4 separate regions of the Mus musculus genome follow, and all the other regions are linked to region 4. Evidence: chromatin contacts called from public HiChIP or PLAC-seq and promoter capture Hi-C data. All regions are on one chromosome and are shown on one strand. Each heading gives the region's core, a stretch centred on a gene start, on an enhancer-like site or on the middle of the called end of the contact. The rest is flanking DNA. Distances are from core to core; before and after follow the strand shown. Region 1 holds the start of Kctd13 (potassium channel tetramerisation domain containing 13). Region 2 holds the start of Sez6l2 (seizure related 6 homolog like 2). Region 3 holds the start of Tmem219 (transmembrane protein 219). Region 4 holds the start of Zfp553 (zinc finger protein 553).

The links. HiChIP or PLAC-seq counts read pairs in DNA pulled down with a chosen protein or histone mark. Capture Hi-C pulls out chosen DNA fragments and counts their contacts.
Region 1: a promoter capture Hi-C map of adipose tissue shows a contact between it and region 4, with 3 times the contacts expected there. The contact joins the promoter of Kctd13 here to the promoter of Zfp553 in region 4. A contact is called at or near these places in 1 of 39 promoter capture datasets (maxillary cranial neural crest), 1 of 484 Hi-C or Micro-C datasets (bone marrow-derived macrophages), 5 of 115 datasets of contacts at active chromatin or transcription factors (astrocytes, bone marrow-derived macrophages, embryonic stem cells and 1 more) and 3 of 9 other capture datasets (adipose tissue, liver and pancreatic islet).
Region 2: a promoter capture Hi-C map of adipose tissue shows a contact between it and region 4, with 3 times the contacts expected there. The contact joins the promoter of Sez6l2 here to the promoter of Zfp553 in region 4. A contact is called at or near these places in 8 of 39 promoter capture datasets (the 3T3-L1 cell line, embryonic stem cells, hippocampal neurons and 4 more), 4 of 484 Hi-C or Micro-C datasets (bone marrow-derived macrophages, cerebral cortex, embryonic stem cells and 1 more), 2 of 115 datasets of contacts at active chromatin or transcription factors (embryonic stem cells and large pre-B cells) and 4 of 9 other capture datasets (adipose tissue, liver, macrophages and 1 more).
Region 3: a contact with region 4 is called in an H3K27ac HiChIP or PLAC-seq map of acute myeloid leukemia, with 2.3 times the contacts expected there. The contact joins the promoter of Tmem219 here to the promoter of Zfp553 in region 4. A contact is called at or near these places in 7 of 39 promoter capture datasets (the 3T3-L1 cell line, the SN4741 cell line, embryonic stem cells and 3 more), 1 of 484 Hi-C or Micro-C datasets (bone marrow-derived macrophages), 10 of 115 datasets of contacts at active chromatin or transcription factors (the 230-238 cell line, acute myeloid leukemia, astrocytes and 5 more) and 4 of 9 other capture datasets (adipose tissue, liver, macrophages and 1 more).

What each region holds. Positions count from the first base shown.
Region 1 is chr7:126,926,843-126,932,915 of GRCm38.p6, forward strand. It overlaps Kctd13 (potassium channel tetramerisation domain containing 13), which reads left to right and starts at 2,037. Exons shown (of 6, transcript NM_172747.2): 1 at 2,037-2,456; 2 at 3,791-3,960. The coding sequence starts at 2,213. It also overlaps a transcript of Tmem219 not described here.
Region 2 is chr7:126,947,790-126,954,517 of GRCm38.p6, forward strand. It overlaps Sez6l2 (seizure related 6 homolog like 2), which reads left to right and starts at 2,746. Exons shown (of 18, transcript NM_144926.5): 1 at 2,746-3,327; 2 at 4,211-4,342; 3 at 4,985-5,284; 4 at 5,596-5,735; 5 at 5,926-6,127. The coding sequence starts at 3,249. It overlaps Asphd1 (aspartate beta-hydroxylase domain containing 1), which reads right to left and starts at 1,370. Exons shown (of 3, transcript NM_001347657.2): 1 at 482-1,370. The coding sequence starts at 1,340. It also overlaps a transcript of Kctd13 not described here.
Region 3 is chr7:126,896,714-126,903,411 of GRCm38.p6, forward strand. Tmem219 (transmembrane protein 219) reads right to left here and starts at 1,565. Exons shown (of 6, transcript NM_026827.1): 1 at 1,511-1,565; 2 at 313-514; 3 at 36-225. The coding sequence starts at 477.
Region 4 is chr7:127,228,357-127,234,561 of GRCm38.p6, forward strand. It overlaps Zfp553 (zinc finger protein 553), which reads left to right and starts at 4,705. Exons shown (of 2, transcript NM_146201.2): 1 at 4,705-5,130. Gm4532 (predicted gene 4532) reads right to left here and starts at 4,774. Exons shown (of 1, transcript NR_030674.1): 1 at 4,062-4,774. It also overlaps a transcript of Septin1 not described here.

The DNA of each region.
Region 1 (6,073 bases), core at 787-3,286, 300 kb before region 4:
CAAAACAAAACAAAAAACATACCAAAATCTCTTTGAGGAACAAAGAAAACTAAATACAGGTCAGATGTAACTCCATCAAAACTCTGTAAATTACATAAAGATAGCTTTTAAAGACTGTCTGGGGCTGGTGAGATGGCTCAGTGGGTAAGAGCACCCGACTGCTCTTCCGAAGGTCAGGAGTTCAAATCCCAGCAACCACATGGTGGCTCACAACCATCCGTAACGAGATCTGACTCCTTCTTCTGGAGTGTCTGAAGACAGCTACAGTGTACTTACATATAATAAATAAATACATCTTAAAAAAAAAAAAGACTGTCTGTGGAAGACAAATTTACAACTCTCTTTAGGTGCTGGAAGTCTCTTGCCAAACAGAGAGCCAAGGTCACCAGGTTAGTTAACGGCTGGTTCCAGCCTTCTGCAAGGTATAGCATTTCTTCCCTTGAAGGAACAACTTTCTGTGCTTAACATTACAGATTCCCCAAGTGTTTATCTGTGAGTGCAAGGACCCCTCCCCCATGCCTCCTACAGTAAAGAATTAGCATTTGTAGGAGAGAGTTATATTCGGTCATTTTGTGTTCAGATATGATTATGGAATATGCTTCTTATCCACCAGAGTGTGAATTTGCCTGAAATTGGTGTTTTGTAAAACTGAGCTGACCAAGCCACTGCCACAGCCTCGCTATGGGTGCTAGGCCAGTCCTGGCAACAGCAAGGCTTCAGGGAGGAGAGCAAGTTCCAGTCAAGAATTACCTTCTCACTGCTCCACCTGGTAGGGAGAGCAGGCTTGGCAATCCCTCTTGGCAGAACACAAGTTTCTTCAGTGCCGGACACATTTCTTGATAACATCTTCTAACAGCCACTTTGCTTCTCCACACTGCTACCTCTCCAGAGCCAACACTAGATTTGTACCCCTGACTGAGCAGCAAAAGAACCAACCAGACCCAGAGAGAGGAGCTTTGCCCAGATCTTCCAGTCAGCTGGTGACAGAGTTGGAGAAGAGAAACTGGAACTCTCTCCCGACACAGGGGTTTTCTATGTAGACTAGGGTTGGACTTGAACTCAGAGAGCCACCTGCTTCTGTCTCCTGAGTGCTGGGATTAAAGGTGTGAGCCAACACTGCCTGGTTTGACTTTGCTTAAACATCCAAGACAAAACCCCTTCCAGACGTTAGGGCAGGCTGTTAAATACCTCAGCTATCACCTCTTGTTCACAATGCCCTATACCTTCTTCTCTTTTGGGGTTCCTTGGAAGGTCTCATGACAGCTGGGATTCTAAGACCTTCACTAGCTTGTCCAGTCTTATTCTTGTAATCGCCACGTTCCTGCCTAATGGTTCTCCTTTTGCTTTGAGATAGGTAAGACTGTATAGGCCAGGATCCCCTGGAGCTCATAATCTCTCTGCCTCAGCCTCCAGGGCTAAAATTAGTTATATGTAATTCAGGTCTCTATCCTTTTCCCTTCAGGGAACTCTTTGCACCCGCCTTCTAACCTGTGAGTCCCCTGGAAACCCTATGGCCTCATTGGAGAACTTTCTTTTTTCTTTTTTTTTTTTTTTTTTTTGTTTTGGTTTTTGGTTTTTTCGAGACAGGGTTCCTCTGTTTAGCCCTGGCTGTCCTGGAACTCACTTTGTAGACCAGGCTGGCCTCGAACTCAGAAATCTGCCTGCCTCTGCCTCCCGAGTGCTGGGATTAGAGGTGTGTGCCACCACGCGCGGTGAACTTTCATTTTGTTGACGGTTCTTCTAACAGTCTGTCAAGTGCACTGAGCTGGGCTAGGAAAACTATACTCAACCTTCAGCCTCTGCGCTTGTTTCTTTTTACGCGAATGAAGCGCTGCTGAAATCGTCACGGGTTGCGGTATTCTCCATCCACATGAACAAGGGGGCAAAGGATCCTTTAGACGTTTTCTCAGAACACCACACCCCCCAACCCGCAGGCTGGACTGCAACGGCGCCACCGACTGCGCACGCCCCGGTTCTTGGCTCCGCCCCCGAGACGCGGCCCTCGGCCTGGCCGCGCCTGCGCAGCTCCGCGCGCCGGCTTCCGGGTGGAGAGAGCGCGCGATGGGGCGGCTGGTGGACGTCGCGGAGTAGCTGTGGAGAGTGGGCGTGTGCGCCGAGCGGCCGGGCGCCGGCGCTGGAGTCGCGGGATCTCAGGGAACCGGACCGGGGCGCAGAGAGGGCCTCCGACTGCCACCCGCGTCCGCTCACTGGCATGTCGGCCGAGGCCTCGGGCCCGGCGCCGGCTGCGGCCGAATGCTTGGAGTCCCCTAGCCCCTCGAGTGTGGAGCCTGGCTCCCCCTCGTACAGTCTGAAGCCCCTCACCCCGAACAGCAAGTATGTGAAGCTGAACGTGGGCGGCTCGCTGCATTACACCACGCTGCGCACCCTCACGGGGCAGGACACCATGCTCAAGGCCATGTTCAGCGGCCGCGTTGAAGTGCTCACAGACGCGGGAGGTATGCGTGCCGCCGGTACACGTGCTGCCCTCCAGCTCCCAGTTCATTCCAGGCTCCCTAGTCCCATCTTATCTTTTCCTAATTCAGAATCTCTCTCTTTCCCCAATCCTTTACTTCCAGCAGTAACATCTGCCAAGCGCTCCATTGCCGATTATCTGCTCTTCTTCCCTTAGTTCAAACAGCCAAGGAACCAGGTCTACTGCAAGCAGTACCCCTCAAACAACCTTTATCACTTACTTCCCACTGCCCAGCCTTTTGTTTGCCTCTCTGCGGTAGAACCGCCCCAGGTAGCCTCGAGAACGGAAAGATTTGGTCTGTCTCTAATACAAGTGCCCAGTGCCCGCACTCTAGGAATCATCCATGAATGCGAAGTGAAGGGCGCAGCTTTTCTTGACAGGTGAACCTTAACCTTCTCGGGAGTGTTGCCTTAAATTTGGGACTCACTTATTGTAGAATAGCTTTAAGGGGAAGGGCTTAACATAGATAAAAGCAAACACTTAGGAGGTGAAGTTCGGCTTTCAAATACCGAAGATGAAAATTCACTTATTTGATTAGTATTGTGATGCGTCAGTTACTGCTAGAGAAAGTTTGGTAAAGGGAAATGATGAATCTTGGGGAGTTAGCCCCACACCCCGCAGGGAGTTGGGGAGGGCATGGAGTAGGAATGACCAGTAAGCAAGAAAATCTCATGTAATCACAGTAATTCTTGGTATTCCAAGTAATGTTACTACTTCATCGTTGTGAACCGGAGGATTGAAGTGGGCATTTTTCATTAAATTAGATGGTTAAAATGAATACAAGGGGTTACATTTATTGATAAGGTAATTTGGTAAGAATCTCCCCCATGGTGAGCTGGGCCTGGTGCCTCCTGCCTATACTGCTAACACTCAGTTTGGGTTACATAATGAGATCCTGACTTTAAAACAACGTTCCCACGGTGAGAGCCTTCTGACTGCCCAGCAGATTTGGGAGGGATCTGTTCCGTGGCAGGTGTGTGTATGATACACTGGAGATGTTTGAAACAGTTTTTGAACATGGCAGAGGTCTGAAACAGGTAAGTATTAGGTTTTCTTGTTGTCGTTCTTGTTGCCTCCCTGTCCCCACAGGGTTTTTTTCATGTCACCTTGGCTGCTGGAACTCACTCTGTAGACCACCAGGCTGGCCGCAAACTCAAGAGATCCACCTGCCTCTGCCTTCCAGATACTGAGATTAAAGGGGTGTGGCGCCAGGCATATATAGGTTTTCCTATGGCGTTGGAATCAGTTTCTAACAATGTATTAGCCCCAGTGCCTCCAGCAAGCCATCCTTCCTTTTGCCTTTTCCCACCCCACCAGGTTGGGTGCTGATTGACCGGAGTGGCCGCCACTTTGGCACAATTCTCAACTACCTGCGGGACGGGTCGGTGCCACTGCCTGAGAGTGCCAGAGAACTCGGGGAGCTGCTAGGTGAAGCCCGATACTACCTGGTCCAGGGCCTGATTGAAGACTGTCAGCTGGCGCTGCAGGTGAGAGCCCCTCCCCCACCCCCCCTTCTGGGTCCCTGTCCTTCTATCCAATAGGTAGCTATTACTACAGAAGAGAGATGTGGCCTAAAGAGCCTGGCTTAGACTTGACATAACCCCTAGGCTTTTGATATTTGGGGGCACAGTCCTCGGCAACATCCCCACTGCTTAAAGCAGGGTCTCAATACTCTCTGGTGTCCAGACTGTCGCCATTAAAAATGCCTGCTCTGGGAAGTGGGTGAAGGGGCTGAAGAGATGGCTTAGGAGTTTTAAAGCACTGGCTGCTCTTCCAGAGGTTCTGAGTTCAATTTCCAACAACCACATAGTAGCTCACAACAATCTATAATTCAATTTGATTTCTTCTTCTGGTGTGTGTGAAGACATAGCGTATGTGTTTACATACATAAAATCATAAATGCCTGATCTGTGCTTGTAGCTGTTCCTGTTCAGTTAGTACTATCACCTGAGTGACATTCCCACACAACCCCAGCCCATTTTCCCCTTTGCTCAAAAGCCTTAAACTCTCTAGGCCAGTAGGGGTCTCAAGTTATATAATTTAAGTTTTTGATTTCTTGTTACATTTATGTGTGTGTGCTACTGCAGTAGAGTTTTCACCATGTACAGTCTGGATACGGAGCACTCACTGGTCATCAAGTTTGGCCACTGAGCCATCTTAGCAGCCTGCTCTCACTTCATCTCAGTTTCAGCTGGAGTGTAATAACCTTGACGATCAGGTTCTGTCCTGGGAGGCAGCACACATGTGCATAAGCACGAGTGCCTGTATGCCAACCCTCGGGGCTTTTTATTTTAGGGTTTTTTTCAACACTGAAACTCTTTCCTCAAAGTGTCATAAAGTGGAGCCATACTCCATCCGCAGGGCTGGGGCTTCCCAGGCCTCCCACCTTGCTGTTGTACTTCTTTGGGTTCTGGGGACCCCATCAGCATCCCCTTTGGATCCAGCCCGGCTCTGCTGTGCTCAGTACCTTTCAGCCAGTCAGTTCCTGTCTCTAGCTTTCTGTTTTCCCGTTCCAAAAGATAAGTAAGAAAAAGAAACACAGTGTAGTAAGCTTTAATCAACTCGTTCAGGGTTACTGTAGTAACACAGTAGTAGATTGTAAGTTGTGGTATATTGAATGCCAGTTGTAAGTTCACTGGAGTCTGAACTGCTTTTCTCTCAGGGAATGCTTGTTGGCTTTAACTGTTTTATTATGTTTATTCACTTAATGTGGGTGTGCGTACAAGAGAGAAGGAACCATAGCATGTACATGAAGGTTAGAGAGTCCCCCCTCCCATTTCTTTACCTCCAACAGTAATCAATAGTTATTGATTATTATTATCTGATACTGATGCCTCTTCCTTCCATCATGTGGATTCTGGGGACTGAATTTAGGCCTACCAAGCCACCTCACTGGCCTGATTACTTACTGGCTCTTGAAATCCGAAAGGGCAGAATTCTTTTGGATAGTATATGTATATATTTCAAATTTTTTACCCATAGCCCATGGGGGGAAAATTAGTTTTATCCTTATATAATTCAAAGCATTGTGTGAAAGAGTGCTGTTAAGAAAATGTCCCTTAATGTACCATTCCTTTGTCTCCTCTATCCCCCTCTCTAATATTTGAGACCCATTAAACTTATTTTATGACCCATTAAAGAGTCATCATGTAGCAGTTTTAAAAATATTGAATATCTTTTTTAACATATATTTTTGGGAGGAATGGCATGTGCCACATGTATATGTGGAGGCCAGAGGACAACTGTGAAGAATAGATTCTCTTCTCCTACCTTGTGGCACCTGGGGAGGGGAGACCAGACTCAGGTTGTCAAGTTTTGCCTCCTTTTCTTTCTGAGCGCTTTGTCTGGCCCTGAGCTAGACCTTGGAAGGAAGGATAGTCCTGCTTAGTTACTTTATGTTACAGTTTTGAGACAGGGTCTAGCCATATAGCCCAGGTTAGCCTTGACCTCAAGCTCTTCCTGTGTCAGCCTCCTGGATGCTGGGATTACAGGTGTGCCTGTCTAGCTCTGCTCTGTTATTGAAGTTGACCTATTGTCCTTGCATACTGCTGAGTCAGGAGGGATTTTGCCATTGCCTAGTTGGTACATTTTGTACCCTTG
Region 2 (6,728 bases), core at 1,496-3,995, 280 kb before region 4:
GTTTGAGGCCAACTGGCCTGTATTTAGATTCCAGGCCAGTACTACATAGTGAGATGTAGATTATCTCACTATACTCCCTAGACTAAATAAAAGAGAAATAAGACCCAGGCTTGCCTCAGACTTGTGATCCTCGCCTCAGTCTCCCAGGTGCTGAGATTACAGGCATGCAAGACCATGCCCTGCTCCAAGCAGTCTCTTTTTACAATTTAAAATTCATTTTCTGGGTATTTCCTCTTCAGGGCAAGTAACACTGACCACTTACATTTCAGTGAGAATTTCTTTTAAGTTAAAAGGGGGGAGGGTGGCTGGTGGTTGGAGACAAAGAGTCAGCGTGGGACACTGTGTAAGCCACCACTGACTGGATAGATGCATAAAAACAGAACTCAGATCTGGTTGGGGAAGATTCTGAGAAAAGAACCAAAGTGCAGAAAGAGGTAGTAAAGTAGGAAAGATGGAAGGTTTGTAGACAGGCTATACTCACCCAGATGGCATCTAACCCGAGCATTGGTGGGTCCACAGCGGCCCTCAAGCCGGGCCCCAGGCAGTAGAACGGAAAAGCCAGCATTGCCGAAGGTATTGGCACTCATGAAGCTCCGTAGCCCCCTCAGTGCCCGATAGGCTCCTGGGCACCGCCGGCAGTTGCTGGGTTGGCATCGGCCTGCTTGGTACAGCAGGAGCTGGTAGCACCCAGGGGCCAGGGGTGGGGACCAGCCCCGAGGCAGAGGAGTAGTTCCTGAGAAGTCCCAGCTCACAGCCCCGAAGTCCCGCAAAATGGCGGGAAAGCTGCTCTGTAGGAGCTCCACGTCATGCCTCTGGGCATCACGTGGTACAAAGGGGGACGAAGGCAGGTCTGGTAGAAAAAGTAAGCCAGGGCGCTGAATGCCCATGACCCCTGCCCCTCCTGTGAGGCCAGAGCCTCCCTGAGCTGCCCGCCTCACCCTACCCATCCCAGCCCAGGAGTAACGCCTGGCATAGGCCCGAAGCCGCCTGCTCACTAGACCTTCTGCCCTGGGTCCTTCTCCAGAATCCCCAAGGCCCCTTGGGCCAGTCTGAGAACATACATCAGGCATACCACTAACACCCCCAGCTCGGCTCCCGGTCCCCAGGGCCTGCATGTCTTGGGAACCCAGTCGGTAGCAATACCAAAGGAACAGAGAAGTGAGGGCTCCGAGGAGCATAGTAAGGGCTGAGGAGCCTAGAGGCAGTGGCCATGGAAACATGATAGGCAAAGAGGCCCTGGCTAAGTGGCAAGCTGCATCTTGCAGACCCCAGCTCCCTGGTACCCCCAGTTCTCCACCTGACCCCTCGATGACTGCTTCCTGATTCCCTCCCTTCCACATCCCCACTCCTGTTCACTCCTCCTACAGGCCCCCCAACAAACCTTCCCCTCACTTCCCTCTTTCTTTCTCCCCTTCCTTTTCTATTTGTCTCCACTCGGAGATCACTCTTGTTCTCTCTTCCTTCTGTGGTTCCTCTCTCCTTTCCCCTTCCCGCAGTCTCCTCTTCCTTTCCTCTCTCCACCCTCAGTCTCCCAGTCTCAGCTGGTTTCTCCTCCCTCCACTCCAGCCCCCCTTTCCTTATCGACCCCTTCTTTTTCTTCTAGCTTCCCCTGACAACAGCGGTTCCTACTCCACCTGGCCCGCAGCCCCACTCTATAGCGGCTCTTTCTCTTTCCTCTCTCCTTGACCTGTCTTCTCCCTCGAAAGGGTCGGGTCTGTCCTCTCCGATTCCCGACCTCCTACACACCCCTTCTTGGGCGCCCACTCACCCTGACGTCACTCCTTCCCGCAACCCTCTCTGTTTAGCTACCCAGGACCCCTCCCAGAGGCAGCCGCAGCCCAGCCCTGCAAGGGGGGTGGGGGGAGACTTCTCTCTGGATTTGCCGCTCCAGACCCCCTCCCCCAGCCCTGACCGAGCGCCACGTGGGGTACAGGGACACAGTGCCAACCTCTAGCCGCCCCGCAATGCGAAAAGAAGGGCAGGGCAGACTCGGGGGCGGGGCGAGAGCCCTGACCCGCTCGTGAGGCCGGTGCTCTGGAACTGCGAGTCCGGCCGTGGGCCTGCGGGTCCCTGGAGAGGTCGGCCTGTGACTCCCCTTTCCCCTGGCTTGGCTACGCCAGAGCCAGCACAGAGCAAGACGCGGGTTCGCGAAAGCGGCTTCAGCCAATCAGTGGCTTCAAGGCCGCCCGTGCAGGCGGGGCCGGGAGCTGTCCTCGCGCCCAGGTGCTGAAAGGGCACTCGCTTGCTCAGTGGCAGAGCCAGTAGATCACGGGTGGTAGCCGCTAGGCTGCAGGTCTCTGTCAGGTCGCCTGCTAGAGAAGGGAGTCTCAACACATACCCATCAGGCTCCTTACAAACCTGGATACTCCCCATTTTCCTGCGGGAGGGGCGAGCCCATCCCACCTGAGCTTCCATAAAGGGCATAGTGAAGGCCCGCGGGGAGGTCCGGGTGTGGACAGAGGACATACTGGACAGGCCAGGAAGACGTGAACCAAGCTGTGCCTACTCTTGACACCTTAGGAAGACCAGGTGCAGATACCAGATGTTCTGGAATGGCGCCGGGAGGGAACCTAATTACTACTGGGACCAGAGTTTCCTTCCTCTCCCCTAGGGGCCTCGGGAAGTGCAGTCCTGGCTCGGCATCCCTCCTTCCTCCATCTGCACTTCCTCCTCCTCCCTCGTCAGAGAATAAATCCCAGGCCCCTCCTTTCACCCGTCCCCAGGATCTGACGTGGGCTTGACACCTTTCTCAGCTTCTCCCTCCCGCAGCTCCAGTGGCCGAGCTTCAGCTTCCCTGGTTCCGCAACCCTTTCCCTCTTCCTCTCCGAGATAAGCCCCGGTTGAACCTCATAAGGGCCCTCTGGATCCTCAAGCCCACCCTGGACCCTCGGAAGCTGCCTTTCCCCTCCCACTTTCCCCGGCTATCTATCTATCCATCCCGATGGGCCCAAGCTCCCGAACAAGGGGATAACCTTCGGCCCTCTCGGCCCCACCCCCCGCAGCGGGAGCCGCGCCCCCCTTTGCCATAGATCGCAGAGCAAAGGATAAAGATTGAGCAAAAGGGGGCGGACTCCAAGCAACCTCTAGGCCAATTCTGCTTCTCCATCCCAAAGGAAGAAAATTTGCCTTCCTTTGCCGACCCTTAGCAGGAAAGCAAAATTAAAGGAAAAGATAAAAGGACGCAGAGGGAAAGTGACAGCGAGATTATTCAGAAGAGCCACAGAGGAGAGAAATTAGTGTGAGTCGCCATGGGGACTCCCAAGGCCCAGCACCCGCCGCCTTCCCAGCTGCTGCTCCTAATTCTGCTGAGCTGTGCCTGGATTGAGGGTAAGGACATGTGGGGGTGGGCCCTGGGAAGGTTCTCGCGGGTCTTCTACCTTCTTTCTCTGAAGATATTGAGTCTTCCGAGCTTGTGGGGGAGGGGAGGGGCACAGTTGACTGGGAAGGGGCAAGCCAAGGCTCTTTGACTGTTACACGGAGCCCTTGAACTCCTAATTTTAAGGAGATAGAGAAATGAATAAGAAGAGCATTTAGTTGTATCTTAGGGGTTAAAATTCGGGAAGAAGAGCTGAGGGAAGTTGGGTGGATTTCTGCGGAGGCGGTAGAAGCAGGCAGGGTACCTGGGTGGGAGATGGAGGTACTGGGAGAGATGCCAGGCGCTGTACACACAAATGTTCTTGGACATATGGACAAAGGCAGATGAACACAATCAGGGATATTCAATCCCTGACTCTACTCTGATCCCCAACCAGAGTCTAGAGAAGGCACAGAGGCTGCAAAGACTGCAGAGAGAGAGAGAGAGAGAGAGAGAGAGAGAGAGAGAGAGAGAGAGAGAGAGAGAGTCTGCAGAGGCAAAAACCCTGAGAGAAAGCTGGCACTGCGGAAGCAGTCTGGGAGATGCTGTCAGACTCTCCTCAGAGTTTAGGGATCAGGGGAGTATTTCACTGGGGAGGAATAGAAAGCAGTCCCAAAGCACACCCTGCTAGAGCTGTCCAGGGTTAGTACTAATTAAGGTTCTCACTGAAGGCCCAGAGACCAGGAGCTGGAACTCAGTGAGGGAGAGGGCAGATTGGAGCCACTCCTCTGATCTTGGCTCTCAACCCAGCCTGGGACTCCCTGAGTGTCCGATAAGATGTGCTCTGGGGAGCATCTCTCCAGATAAGGACAGGATGTAGAGGAATGGAGAGGTTCACAGGACTTCACCTCCTAGGTCTGCCCCTGAAGGAGGATGAGATGATGCCAGAGCCTGGAAGTGAGACTCCCACAGTGGCCTCTGAGGACCTGGCTGAGCTGCTCCATGGGGCTTTGCTGCGGAAGGGCCCAGAGATCGGCTTCTTGCCGGGTGAGGCCCACAGTGTGGCATAGGAGTAGAGAGAGAGGCTATGTCGCTGAGAGCTGGAGTGCCTGGCTAGAGGGAAGGCGGGTTAGAGAGAGTTCTGTGGGAGAGACCCCCTAGGAAGCTGAGAAAGAGTCAAAGCTGGCCCTCGACAGAACCAGAGACAGGGACAAAATGAGGAACAGTCAAGAGGTCATGTATACAGAGAGAAAAATGTGAATTCAGACAACCAGAGTCACAAAAATGGCGAGACAGAGAGAGATATAAAACCAGATCATAAAACTAGGATCATAAAACCAGAGAGCAATAAGAATGCTAAGCATAAAAAAGCTCCAGAGAGAGCTAAACAGAGAGGAGAGAGAGAGAGAGAGAGAGAGAGAGAGAGAGAGAGAGAGAGAGAGAGAAGGCAGGAGTGAGAGCCAGAACTGGGGGTGGGGAGAGGCTCAAGGGGGCCGTTAAGACGGTGGTGAAAAAGAAAAAGGGAGTTTTAGCTACAAAATCTTGAGAGAATGTGGGGAGCCTGTGTGGGTAGGGGAAATGGAGCCTGTACCCTGTGGGGAGGCTTTGGGGTGTTTATTCTAAGCTGTTCCCCACCCCCATGGGCCAATTTGCTGCTCCTGTGTGCTGACTACCCTTAAACTATCTCAGGATCTGACCCAGACCCCACACTAGCCACCCCTCCAGCCGGCCAGACTCTTGCAGCACCTTCCCTGCCACGTGCCACTGAGCCAGGGACAGGGCCTCTGACGACAGCTGTCACCCCCAAGGGAGTCAGGGGGGCAGGCCCCACCGCGCCAGAGCTGCTGACCCCACCCCCTGGAACTACAGCCCCGCCCCCGCCTGGCCCCGCCTCCCCAGTCCCACCCCTCAGGCCTGAGGGAGGAGAGGAGGAAACCACCACCACCATCATCACCACAACAACTGTCACCACCACTGTCACCAGCCCAGGTGAGGTGATGGAAAGGGCATAGATGCTCCTGTGTGGGACTGGCTGAGGGAAAGCTGCTTGGATCACGTGGAAGGAGATTTAGGTACAGGTCAGAGAGGGGTAATGACACAGGCCAGCGTTAAGGTCCAAGGGCTGTTCTGTGGGCTTCCATCCATATTGTAGTTGGGGAAGGAAAGTCTCAGGTGAGGTAGAAAGGGTGCACAGGATAACGATGGTGAAGGGTGGTGGGGATACAGGCGAGCCCTGAAGATGCTCGGCGGGGAGGGCATCACGCAGGACCTCTCAGTCCCAGCTGCTTACATCTCTTTAGTTCTGTGCAATAACAACATCTCGGAGGGCGAAGGGTTTGTGGAGTCTCCGGACTTGGGGAGCACTGCCAGCCGCTCCGTGGAGCTCCTAGATTGCACCTACAGCATCCATGTCTACCCTGGTTATGGCATTGAGATTCAGGTACTTTTCTGTGGTGCCTATTGAGTGTGACTGAACCTGGCCTGGGAATTGGTGAACCTTTTTTCTGAATTAGATGATCTCAAAAGACTTCTGCAACCTGGGTGGTTTACTGGAGGGTTGGGGCTTAGGCTGTCATGTAACCCCTCCCCCTTCTGACATCCCCTGGCCTCCGTGTATCTGGCTTCTCTAGGTGCAGACACTCAACCTGTCTCAGGAGGAAGAACTTCTGGTGTTGGCCGGTGGGGGTTCTCCAGGCCTGGCCCCCAGACTCCTGGCCAATTCCTCCATGCTGGGAGAAGGACAAGTGCTGCGGAGCCCAACAAACCGGCTGCTCCTGCATTTCCAGAGTCCTCGAGTCCCAAGGGGCAATGGCTTCAGGATTCACTATCAGGGTGAGGAGTCTGAAGTGCCAGTAGAGGGACAAGAGCCACCTAGGGTACAGAAGACATCTCAGGGTCCCTCTGACTCAGGGTTCTGAGAGAATCTTCCTCCTGCTTGGGACCCTCTGGGGAGTGGGACCCTCAGAAGACAATCATGCACATTTGCTCACCCATTCCTGGGTCTGCAAATGCAAGTAGCAAATTCACTTATTCCACGCAGTGACTTTTTACTGAGTACCTACTTCATACCAGGCTCTGTGTTTGCCTTGGGAAAAACAATAAATTAGCCCACTATAAGTCTGTCTTTAAGGAGCTGAGGATCTGGGTGGAAACAGATAGTAATTGGAATGGTGATGTCCGTCAGGTAAGGCCTATGATGGAGGAGACTCAGGCCAGGGGAGCAAGAATCAGAGAGACCAGTATTTCTCTAAGGAATAGAGGAATGGCTTCTTGAAAGAGCTGGTGACTAAGAAGGGACCTACAGGATGAGCTGGCCAGGGAAAGGGTGGGAGGAAGAAAGGGAAAGAAGCAACTGGAATGGATAGGAAGAATATATTCCGAGTCCCAGAGAGGAGAGAAAATGGAGCCCTTAGAAAGGTGGAAGGTAGGGTTG
Region 3 (6,698 bases), core at 315-2,814, 330 kb before region 4:
CGTGACATTGGACCGCCATTTTCCCCAGGTCTCACCTGTCAATCCTATCTGACTACCATGGATCTTGGCTTGGAATGTTTGGGTTTTGTTTCTGTCTGGACCATCTCCGAAGTTCAAAGTGGTCAGTAAGCCGACGACGTGAGGCCCTTGCCACGTCCCTGTGACTGTCTCATTCATGGGGCACAGACTTAGCTGGCCAAAAGATCTCAAGAAGGAAACCCAATCCTGCGTGCAAAAAGGAGAGTGACAGAGAGGTGAGAAGAGCAGCAGGGGCGGGTATATACCACAAGGGTGAGCACCCCGGGTACTTACCTGGGGAATGTCAGGGCTACGGAGGCCAGTTGTGTGGGTGAGGAGGAAGCCACCAAGGCCCAGGCCAGAAAGGCCAAGGAGCAGCAGGATCAAAGTGGCACAGACCAAAGGTGGGTGATGAGCCAGACAGAGATGCAAGTTGTGCCCTGCCTGGCAGCTGCCCATGGGGAGCAGAGGGGTCTGGGCCTCCGTGGGGTGCCTGCTGGAGGACAGTAAGGGAGAACTAGACAAGAGCCTGCTGGTCAGAAGGCACTCACCCATGCTATACAAAGATAACCTAAGGTTAGAAGACAATGAATTTGCTCAAGGCCACGCAGAAAGTGACAGAGCCAGGACCAAAATCCAAGATTCTGAACTCCAAAAGTTCACCTCCTTACAGCACTTAAAAAAAAAAAAAGCTTTCTTTCGTTTCTGAAATATCCAAAGGAGAAGCAGGGAAGAGCATTCTGTACTAGCAAAAGAGATGTGAAACGAATTCTCAGCTGGAGAAAGAGGAAGCAGTTGATCTGGGGTGAGGCTTTGGCAGCCAAGTCACAATCCAGACCGGAAGTGTCTGGGTTCAGTTTCCAGTTTGGAGTTAAGCTAACTAGCCAGGTAGGAATGGACGGCGCTCACACATGCAACCAAGCCAGTTGGTTGTCTGTGAGGTTAGGATGTCCTGAAAGGGAGTTCTAAGAGCACCAAGTAATGAGGATTCGACTGGGCAGCTGTTTGCTCAGTACTTGGCCATGCAGGAATTCAACAGACGTCCATCTCCTTTCTTTCTATTGGTGTCATACTGATCCTTAAGGCCAGAAGCCAGTAGAATACTGAAGCTCAGGGACTCAGAAGTGGTAGGGCTACGGTCTAAAATCCATCTCCAATTTCCGAGTACCCTATTCCAGGCAAGAAGCGATAGACTGATGAAAATAAGCATCTGGAAGGCAGGAGATCATTATAAGGTGTGAGGGGGACAGCGTGGGAAAGTGTGGAAGCCACTGGGAAACACAGGTGTCACATATGCTCGGCCCCGGCGTGGCTCCACGTCCCGGCATTTCTGCAAGGGGGAGGGGAGGAGGAGGGAGGGCAGAGCCTGAGGGGCAGTAGCGGCTGGTGCATCTGGACCTCCCGTCCTCCCCAAAGCCCCTCCAGAAGGATCTCGACACCCGCATCCCTTCCCGATCAAGCGGCGTCAGATCCGTTCGCCACTAGCTCTCACCGCTTGCAGCCCAGCAGAGGCCGGCGCCCCGTGACGTCATGGGTGGCTTGGCGGAGAGGCGGGGCCTTGCTCGCGCGTGCACGCTCCGGCCCCGCCCCAGTCCATTCAGACGCGCATGCGCGGTGACCACGGTTGGAAAGGTTGCTGGCTACTCCCTGGCCTAGTTCCGGCCGAACCAAAAGAAAAGTCACCCAATGGGCCAAGTGGAGGGAGTAACTTGGGAGTAGGTGATAAAACTAGCAACAGCCGAGGGAGGCCGTGCTAGCCGTTTTGGACATCTCAGGGTCTCCCTCCTGAGAGAGCACAGGAGGGTCAGAACCTCACCCAGGCTTCTGGGAAGGACTTGGGGGTCCTCTGGGATGGATGGGACTTTACTCTTCCCCTCTGTGTGTAGTGTATAGGTTTTGCTCTTCTCTGCCCTCTCAAATACTTACGGTCTACACACCTTGCCCTTGGACTTTGGCTCTTTTCTTGAGAGGTCCCTAAGTGCCCAGGACCCTAGAGTTGCAAGGCTGTTCAAAGGGGAACATCTCGTCTCACTCTGTTAGCCTTTTAGAGGGAATATCATCTTACCTGAAACAACATAAGGCACGGAGCCAGGAACTCGGGCTCATCCTCACTCTGGTGATGCAGTCCTGTAACCCCAGCAGTTAGGAGGTGGAGGCCTGAGCATCAGGAGTTCGAAGCCAGCCTGGGATCCCTCCAAAACCAAACAACAACAAAATGAATAAATCTAATTCTGCAAAAGCCATAATAACCCTGTTGTCCTGGGGATAAAACTGTCCCCTTTACAGAAGAACATTTGTTTTGGTTTAGGGTAGGGCAGGGTCTTACTGTGCAGATGACATGGAACTCACTTATGTAGACCAAAGTGTCTTTGAACACAGAGATCCACCAGCCTCTGCCTCCTGTGTGCTGGGATTAATAGTGTGGAACATGGTTCTCTAAAGAAAAACATTTGTACCTCCGGTTTTAGTTCATAACAGTTCTCAAAAAATGTAAATAAAGCAAAAAAAAAAAAGCAAAATGAGGTATCATTCATATCTGTTAGTGTAGCTACCAACAAGAGATCAGAAACTAGCGAGTGTTGGTAAATATGTGGACAAATTGAAACTTCAGCTGAACATTGTTGGTAGGAACATACACTGGTACCGTTATGGGGAAGAATTTGACTTTTCCAAAAAAGGAAAATCAACAGAAATAGTATTGCCATGTGGTTATAATTCTACTTCTGGATATAAAATTGCTGCCCAAATTTGAAACAATGTCTCTGTGAGACTTTGTATACCCATTGTACTGGCTGGTTTTGTGTCAACTTGACACAGACTGGAGTTATCACAGAGAAAGGAGCTTCAGTCTCCATGAGATCCAACTGTAAGGCATTTTCTCAATTAGTGATCAAGGGCGAAAGGCCCCTTGATCAAGGGTGCTATCCCTGGGCTGGTAGTCTTGAATTCTATAAGAAAGCAGGCTGAGCAAGCCAGGGGAAGCAAGCCAGTAAAGAACATCCCTCCGTGGCCTCTGCATCAGCTCCTGCTTCTTGACCTGCTTGAGTTCCAGTCCTAACTTCCTTTGGTGATGAACAGCAATGTGGAAGTGTAAGCAGAATAAACCCTTTCCTCCCCAAGTGCTTCTTGGTCATGATGTTTGTGCAGGAACAGAACCCTGACTATGACACCCGTATTCCTAGGAAGATTATTCACCCCTGACTACGACACCCATATTCCTAGGATGATTATTCACCCCTAACTACGACACTCATATTCCTAGGAAGATTATTCACCCTTGACTGACTACAACAGCCATATTCCTAGGAAGATTATTCACCCCTGACTACGACACCCGTATTCCTAGGAAGATTATTCACCCCTGACTACGACACCCGTATTCCTAGGAAGATTATTCACCCCTGACTACGACACCCGTATTCCTAGGAAGATTATTCACCCCTGACTACGACACCCGTATTCCTAGGAAGATTATTCACCCCTGACTACGACACCCGTATTCCTAGGAAGATTATTCACCCCTGACTACGACACCCGTATTCCTAGGAAGATTATTCACCCCTGACTACGACACCCGTATTCCTAGGAAGATTATTCACCCCTGACTACGACACCCGTATTCCTAGGAAGATTATTCACCCCTGACTACGACACCCGTATTCCTAGGAAGATTATTCACCCCTGACTATGACACCCGTATTCCTAGGATTATTCACAAGAGCCAGAGTGAAACTTCCCTAGAGCAGAAGAATGGCTAATCCAAATGTGAGTCACTCAACATATGAGGGAATATTACTCAACTCTGAAGAGGAAGGGAAGCCATGTACGGTGTTGCATGTCCATGTCTCTAGCATCCATGAAGTAGAGGCAGCAGGACAAGGAATTTAGGGGCCACCATCTTTGGCTACATATTGGGGCATTTTATGCTGAGTGAAATGTAAAATGTATCAGTCACCAAGAGACAGCAGCAAATGATTCCAAGTATATGAAACAAGACAATAGTGTGTGATCCCAGGCATCTGAGATGCACGAGGTAACAGCATATGATCCAGTAACATGATGTGTACAGGACAATAGCAAATGGCTCTCCTGTATGAGATGCAGAAGGTAAGCAAGGGAATTACTCTAACTCCGTGAGATACGTAAGACAGTAATGAATGATTCCAACTACAGGAAATGCAGAGCACCCAAATGTGTGTCACCAAAACGTGAGGTGCAGAAAACAATGGCATGGGATTCCACTTACGTGAGACCCTCAAGACAATAGCAACTATCTATACAAGATGATCCCACGTCCATGAGAGCCTCAAGACAATGGCATGTAAGTCCATCATCATAATATTCACCATAAATTGCGTGTGATTCCACCTGTACATGATAAATAACACAATAGTGAAGGATTCCACCTATATAAGCTAGACAAGACGATAGCATACGATTCCTCTAATTTTTGATGTGAAGGATAATTGCTTATGATTACACCAACCTGAGATGCACAAGACAGTAAGCAAATGATTCCACATATATAATATACATAAAACAATAGCATACGCTCCCAACTTTGTGGGATGTATAAGACAACTGTACATTGACTCCACTGAGAGGCCTGTGACATGCATGTCCCATGAGATGCATGAGACAACTGCATATGAATGCACATGTACAAGATAAGCAAGAATAATAACAAATTATCCCATCAGTACATGCGTGATGCAAAAGATAAATGTAAATGACATCACTCATATGAGGTGCACAAGACAGCAGTGAATGATCCCGTAGATGTGTGATACACAAAACGTTAGCTTATGGGTCCCCTCTGTGAGATGAACAAAAACAGAGCAGACAATTTCACCTCTATGAGAAGCACAGGCTAATAAGTGAGTGGTTCCATCTATACAAGATGCACAAGGCAATAACAGGGTTCCACTAGATGATGTGTACAGGGGAATAGCTAATGATTCTGACTACATGAAGAGAACAAGATGATTGCATCCCACCATGAGATGGAGAAAAGGGAGAGTATAGGCTTCTACCAACATGAGATGCTCAAGACAATAAGAAATGATTCATTCTGTATGAGATACACAAGAGGACAGCATGTATAAGAGATGTTTAAGGCATTAACGATTCCACTCTATGAGATGCACAAGAAAATAGTGTATGATTTCCCTGACAGGAGATGCACAAGATAATAATGTATGGCTCCACTTACGTGAGATGATCAGCCCTATAGTGAATGATTCTACTTTTTGAGCTGCACAAGATAACAACTGATACCAAGACAAGAGCATAAGATGCCATCTGTACATGACCCCAAAGCCAATCCCGGTGGTGGATAATGCATGCCTCTAATCTCAGCATTGGAGAGGCAGAGGCAGGCAGACCTCTGAGTTTGAGGCAACTACAGAGTGAGTTCCAGGACAGTCTGGACTACATAGAGAAAACCTGTCTTGGGGGGGTGGGTGGGGAAGAGCGAAAAGACAATAGCAACTTATTTCAACTATGTGAGATTCACAAGACTGTAGCCAATGATTCAAATTATCTGACCTACACAAAACAGAAGTGTATGATTTCATTGACTGTGTTGCAAAAGACCATAGTGCATGATACGCATATATGAGACAAGGAAGACTAAGTAGAAAATTATTCCACCGATATGAGATGCACAGAGAACTAATGAATGACATCCCCTACATTAGACCACGAGATAATCGTGTCTGATGCTACCTCTGTGTCACTTTGCGAGATGAATGAAACAGTAGAATTTGATTCTATAGACATGTCTTGCAAAAAACTGCTAGGGCCGGGCGGCGGAGGCGGTACACACCTTTAATTTCAGCACCTGGGAGGCAGAGGCAGGCGGATTTCTGAGTTCCAGGCCAGCCTGGTCTACAAAGTAAGTTCCAGGACAGCCAGTGCTATACAGAGAAACCCTGTCTCGAAAAACCAAAAATAAACAAACAAACCAAACAACTGCTAGGAAGGATTCAGGAGATGAACAAGACAGGATCATATGATTTGACCCACACGAGATGCATAGGACAGCAGCATATGGTTCCCAGGGTACAAGATGCACAACACAGTAGCAAGTGATCCAAAATATGTATGATACATACGAGAGTGGTTAATTACCCCACGTCTTTGAAGTGCATAAGACAATATCCACCAACATGATATGCACAAGACAATCTTGCAATTGCAAGATTCCATTGTTATGAAATGAACAAGACGGTAGCACGTGATTCCCCCAAATGAGGTGCAGAAGACAATAGCAAAGAATCCCTTCTATATCAGGTGCACGAGGCACTAATGTATGATCACACATGTGACGCACAAGTCGATTTTGAATGATACACTTATGAAAGCTCAACAAGATAATAGCATATTTCCCCACCATTGTGTGATATAAAGAGTAATTGCTTGTGATTTCATCAACCTGAGATGCACAAGACAATAAATGAATGTCACATATATATGCACAAGACATATGATTCCACCTATGACAGTAGACATGAGTCCGCCTATATGGGATGCATAAGACTAGCTGGGTATGGTGGCGCACGCCTTTAATCCCAGCACTTGGGAGGCAGAGGCAGGCGGATTTCTGAATTCGAGGCCAGCCTGGTCTACAGAGGTGACCCCACCTCTGTGAGATATAAAGACAGTGGGAAATGAATGAT
Region 4 (6,205 bases), core at 3,455-5,954:
CTGGCCCATTTATACACATACTATCAGGTATTAATCTAATATATTGTATCAATATAACACTACTCTAATTGTATTATTCTAGATTTTTCTCCTTTGTCTATACATAGGTATTTATGGGTTTTTGGTTGTTTTATTTTTTGTTTATTTAGATAGAGTTTCTTTGTGTAGACCAGGCTTAGAGATCTACGTGCCTCTGACTCCCAAGTGCTAGGATTAAAGTGTGCTCCACCACTACTCAACTTTTTTTTTTTTTTTTTCTGAGACAGAGTTTCTCTGTATAGCCCTGGCTGTCCTGGAACTCACTTTCTAGACCAGGCTGGCCTCAAACTCAGAAATCTGCCTGCCTCTGCCTCCCAAGTGCTGGAATTAAAGGCGTGCGCCACTCATGTATATGAGTACACCATTGCTCTCTTTAGACACGCCAGAAGAGGGCATCAGATCCCATTACAGATGGTTGTGAGCCACCACGTGGTTGCAGGGACTTTAACTCAGAAGAGCAGTCAGTGCTCTTTTGTTTTTTTTAGTTTTGGGTTTTGTTTTTGGAGACAGGGTTTCTCTCTGTAGCCCTGGCTGGCATGGAACTCCTTCTATGGCCTTGGACTAAGAGCTCCACCTGCCTCTGTCTTCTGAGATTAAGGGCATGTACCACTACTGTCTATCCCAAGTATGGAAGTTGGGGAGGAGGTGGTGGTGGTAGGGGAACAGCACAGGAGGACAACTTGTCAGAACCAGCTCTCTGCTGCCACCATGTGGGAGTCTCAGGGACCAAATTCAGGTTGTCTGACTTGGCTCATCTTGTTGCCCACAATGATGCATTTTTATGGTGAAAGTGTTCCTGTTTGCTGTATTATCTACATCTCCTACCAAATGCTTTGGGCTGAATGGTATTTTTTTTTCTATGTGTTTGTGTGCACTCACCTGTGCAGGTACATGACCAAACCACAGTGCAGATACATAATGAAGCCACAAATAAACGTGGATGTCTTCCTCATTTTTTTTTTAACCCTGCATTGGTGTTTTGCCTGCATGTATGCCTACACAAGGCTGTCAGAGATCCTATGGAACTGGAGTTACAGTTGTGGCTGCCAAGTGGATGCTGGGACTTGAACCCCAGGTCCTTTGGGAGAATGCTGAGCCATCACTCCGGCTCCTTCCTCTAATCATGCTTACCTTACGTTTTGAGACAGGGTCTCTCCCTGAACAGGAGAATGCGGTTTTCATTAGGCTGCCTGGTCAGTTGAGCCTCCAGCATCTGGCAGCTGCCTGCTCTCTCTCCCAACACTTGGGCTATAGATGTGCGACTGCTACAGGTTTAACATGGTTGCTGGGGGCCTAAACTCAGGCCATAATGTTTAAGCAGCAGGCCCTTTACCTGGGGAACCATCTTCACCGTCTAGGGTAACAGTTTGAAAAATTTCAAACTTCGATCACACCCAATTCCAAATCTGTCATTAGAGCTTGGGGATTCAACTGAATTGGCTCAGGATTTGCCGTGGTTAAAGAGTCCCAAGTCAGGCCTTTGGAGACTCTGGATGCCAGGAGTAAGACCAACCGCCTGGCCTCAGAACCAACTAAGTGCCTAAGGATCTGTGGTCTAGAGCACTGGCGTAAGGATGGAGTCTGGAAGCCAGTCTGCCTGAAATCCTTTTGCTTGTTATTGTGAGACAGGGCTTCTCTGTGTGGGGGTGGGGTGTTCCTATAGCTCCAAGAGGAAGCAGAGAGCCGAAGCTGAGGGACTACAGGCTGGAAGGAGAGATAGCCTAGAGTGCAGGGGGAAAGGGGACTAGTACATCAGTAGAAAGATCCAGATGGATGCAGCAGGCCAGAGCTGAGGGAAGGTTGTTGCCCAATGGTGAGCGCCCAAGGGCATAGCAGGCTCCAGGTTCGAGAGAGGCATTTATGGTATAGACCAGAAGTAGACTGGTTAAAGTTAAGGGAGAAAGAAACAAGTAGGAACTCCAGCAAGGGAGGGTTCCAATGTCACAGAAGCCACAAGGGTGTGGAGACGCTGCAGGACTAAGCAGGCAGGCTCCTACATAAAGCAAGGAAACCTGCAAAATCTAGGACTAGGAAGGCATAAAGAGCGAGCAGGTAGCTCTGAGCAGAATGGAAAAGGGCGATGTCCATGTGAGCGTAGCAGGCTAGAGTCATAGCAGGCTGTGGGAGCCAGAGAGCGGAGCCCACAAGGTGGGCACAGCAGGGAGGGAAGCAACAGCTGAAGAGTCAGACTACAGACCCAACAACTGTAATTTAGAGACGGGACATTTACACAGTGTTGGGAAAACTAGACAAAAACGAACTGAGCTTGGAGCAGAGAACAGAGAAATAGGGAGAGAATCTCTTTTCCACTCCCCTCGATTGCTGGCAGTGTAGACTAAGATCTAGGATGCCACTAGTTGGCCACATTTGGACTGACTAAGGGATACTGAGGCCAAATTTGATTGCAAAAGCCAATACGTTTGGAGTCCTTCAGTTCAGATGCCAGGTAAAGAGGGGTCGGGTGTTCTGCAAGAAGCATCCCAAAGGGAGCCAGGAGGTACAAAAAGCTATTCCCATGGGTGAGGAAGAGGAAGAGGTCCTAGGCCTGAAGATCAGTGTCACCAGGATCCAGGGAAGGCTGAACTGGAAGGCACAGCTGAATGTGGGACAAGGGTTAAAACCCTGAGGAGACTGGTACCAGGGCCTTTGAGGGAACCCAAAAGGCAGAAACAGAGCTCAGAAATAAAGCCTAACCCAAAGGGATAGGGTCCAAAGCCCGGTGGGAACTTCTGCCTCCAAGAACACCAGAGATCTGGTGAAGCATTTACACCAACCAAGGGGGAGCATTTATCAAGCCATCAGTGGGCCAGGTGGGTCTGTTGCAGGTAGAACTGGTGGGTAGGGTCCCAGAGTGGCTTTAACCCCCAAAAGGGGAAAGCAGGCACCAGGATATTCATGTTAGGGCGGGTTTGTATCGAAAGTTGACCTTGGTGGCTGGGGCCAAGGAATTTGCAGAGAACACACCACACAATTGACCTATAATAATGCAATAAATGTTAAGAGATTTATTGGGGGGGCACAAAAGGCTGATTCAGAGCAGGAGAGAGAGAGAGAGAGAGAGAGAGAGAGAGAGAGAGAGAGAGAGAGAGAACGAACCATTGATGGCATGGGCTTTATAAAGGGTATGGCAGCTGGTGATGATATAGCTGCTGGGGCTGGATTGCTGAAGGCAGGTGAGGGCACACCTGGTTCTGGAATGTGGGCAGCTCCTAACACATGTCCCACCTGTGACCTCAACTACAAATAGTACCATACAGAATGTTCCAGAAAACAGCAACCACGTCCTTGTTCCAAAAAGTTACAGCCATCTTGCAAGCCTACATTTGTCTCAAAAGATCACTGTAACCACCTGTTGTTATGAACGCCTTGTAACTGTTCTGCTCTGTAACTCCACCTATTTGCCTGCCAAATCCCCAGTTTGGACCCCCCCAACCCCCTCGAGCTATAAAACCCTTATTTTTCCCTAGTTCAATACTGACCTTTGAATCCATCTTAGGGGCAGGCATCTCGTGTAGAAGAGTAACAAAGCTTGCTTTAATTGGGCATGATAATTTGGGTCAGTGGTCTTTCTCCTCCCTGCTTTGGGATTAACAGGACCAACCAATTTTTTTTTTTAAGTTAGTTAGAATTTTTAAAATTTGGGGGGCACATTGCACCAGTGCATGTGGAGGTCACAGGACAACGTGCACTCTCCTTTCCACCACACAGGTTCCCTGGAGAGAACTCAGGTTGTCAAGCTTGCGGACAATCCCCTTTTCCCACTGAGGCATGCCACTGGCCCAGTTCTCCACGCCTTGTATGATTTTTTTTAAAAAAACTGACCGCACTCTAGCCGGGCGTGGTGGCGCACGCCTTTAATCCCAGCACTCGGGAGGCAGAGGCAGGTGGATTTCTGAGTTTGAGGCCAGCCTGGTCTACAAAGTGAGTTCCAGGACAGCCAGGGCTATACAGAGAAACCCGGTCTCGAAAAAACAAAACAAAAAACCCCACAAAAACTGACCGCACTCAAGGGACAGACGATGCATGGTTTAACTTTATCTCTAACTTCTGCTTTATTGACAAATCTAATATAATACAAATAACATTATGTACTGCTAAAACATAACGAATTAATAAAAACCCCGTTAGCACTCGCTTTAGTGGCAGGACGGAAGCCTCTGGGTACTCACCTCTATAAAGGAAAACCTGCCTACAACATAAGATGCCGGGGTTATGCTTCTAGGGCCTGGATCCTTTGGAACGTGACTCCAGCAAGATGGAGGCAGGGTTTATTCTTCAGTCCCTCCCTGGGCTTGGCCTTTGCAAAGCCTTTCTTTGTTTTTCTACCTTTGTCTCCGCCTGTCGTCCTTTGTTCTGTCTCCCGCCCGTTTCTCTCCAGGCTCTCCGCCTCTTAGGGCCCCTGATTCCATTAGGGTGACTTGACGGTTCTTATCTGTTTCTACATCTCTTTGTCTCTGGTACCCAGTCTCTAGGTCCTGTCCCCGAGCATCGTCTCTCGCCGACAGTGCCCCGACTCGTGACTCTCAGGCTAGAACTTGGCAGGCTCCAGCTCGACCTGCCTGCCCCGGCCCAGCCCCCACTCCGAGCTGGGCTTTGTTTCCCCCGCCTCGGCGCCCCGCCCCGCCCGCCGGCTCTCTGTTTCCCTTTGTCTGCCACTCCATTCCTGGGCTCCTTCCTGGTTGTCCCGCGCGGGCAGTCCGGCTCCGCCGTGCCAGCTGTCCATCCGAGGAGGCACGCCGCTAGCGCCGCAGGGCACGGCTAGAACTGGTCCACGCCGCCGCCGCCGCCGCCGAGCCCGCGGCTCCTCCGGGTCCTAGAGCAGCTCGCCGAGGCCCGTGCTTCCGCTTCCCGTCCCGCCCAGCGGCGCCCGGGACGTGGGCCGAGCCCCCTCCTGGCGTGGCGTGGAGCCCGTACCCGTGCGGCTGGCTGCTGGGTTCCTGTTGTACCGAGGGGAACGGGGCGGCAGGTGCCCTCGGACTCACCGGGGCCGCGTCCCGGTCGTGGGCCGACGGTGCAGCGCGCTGCACAGCCCTGGGGCGCCGAGCTTCGCGGTACAGAGGACTTGAAAGCGGCTGAGAGCCATCGGTACAGGTGAGGGCGGCGGTCCGCATCGCACAGGAAGGTAATGGATGCTTGGGGACCCAGGGCCCAGGAAAGTCGGACGTGGGCGAAGGGGCAGCAAAATCCGAAGGGAAGAAGCCAACACCTACTGTGTGCCAGGCCGTGAGGGGCATCCTCCCTAACGCTCTCCCCTCCCCCTTCACTCAGCCCTACTGCAGGCCTCCAGGCTCAATTGTAATCTCTGGTGCTCTTTCTCTGCATGCGTTCTGCTGTAAATCCAGCTCTAATACTGGCTGCCTTCTCAAAACCTTCCCTGGCTTTCTTATTTTTATTAATTTAAAAGCTCTAGTGTTAAGTACAGACCTTGCGTGCTCAGAGTAGTCTCAGTATCCTTTTCCAAATAACCGCGTTCCTTTCCGTTGTTTTTGCTGCAGAGTAATGCCGGTCCTTGACTTATCTCTTGCCTCTTGTGGCAGCAGGTTTATTCCGAACCCGCAGTTACAATCATTGCTACTTTGTTTTTTCTCTCCTACACCCCATATCTGTTTATCTGTAGGGAAGTAAGTTTATACAAGATCGTAGAAGTTACCAGGATAGAGCCAATGGAGTGGAGAATTCAGATCCAGTCTGGGCAGTACAGTAAGACAGTCTCAAAAACTGGAGGAAAAAAAAGAAAAAAAAAAAACCCACAGAAATTCGATCAAAAGACCATATACTAGGTTTTCTAAATTGAAATACTGTAATATAACACAGGCTTGAGTAGATAGTTAGAAACTCGGCCCAGGGTAGGGTTTCCTCCAAGTAGGAAACACTTCTCTCAAACCCGATGGCATTCAGTGCTGGGATGATTTATGGGACCGCAGAGAGGGGCTTGGAAAGTTTTCTACTAACTTTCTTTCTTTCTTTTTTTTGGGGGGGGGGGTTCCTGTGTAGCCCTGGCTATCCTGGAACTCACTCTGTAGACTAGGCTGTCCTCGAACTCAGAAATCCCCCTGCCTCTGCCTCCCAAGTGCTGGGATTAAAGGCTTGCACCACCACACCGGGCTTCTACTAACTTTCATGTGGTGGTGGCACATGCCTTTAATCCTAGCACTCAGAAGTCAGA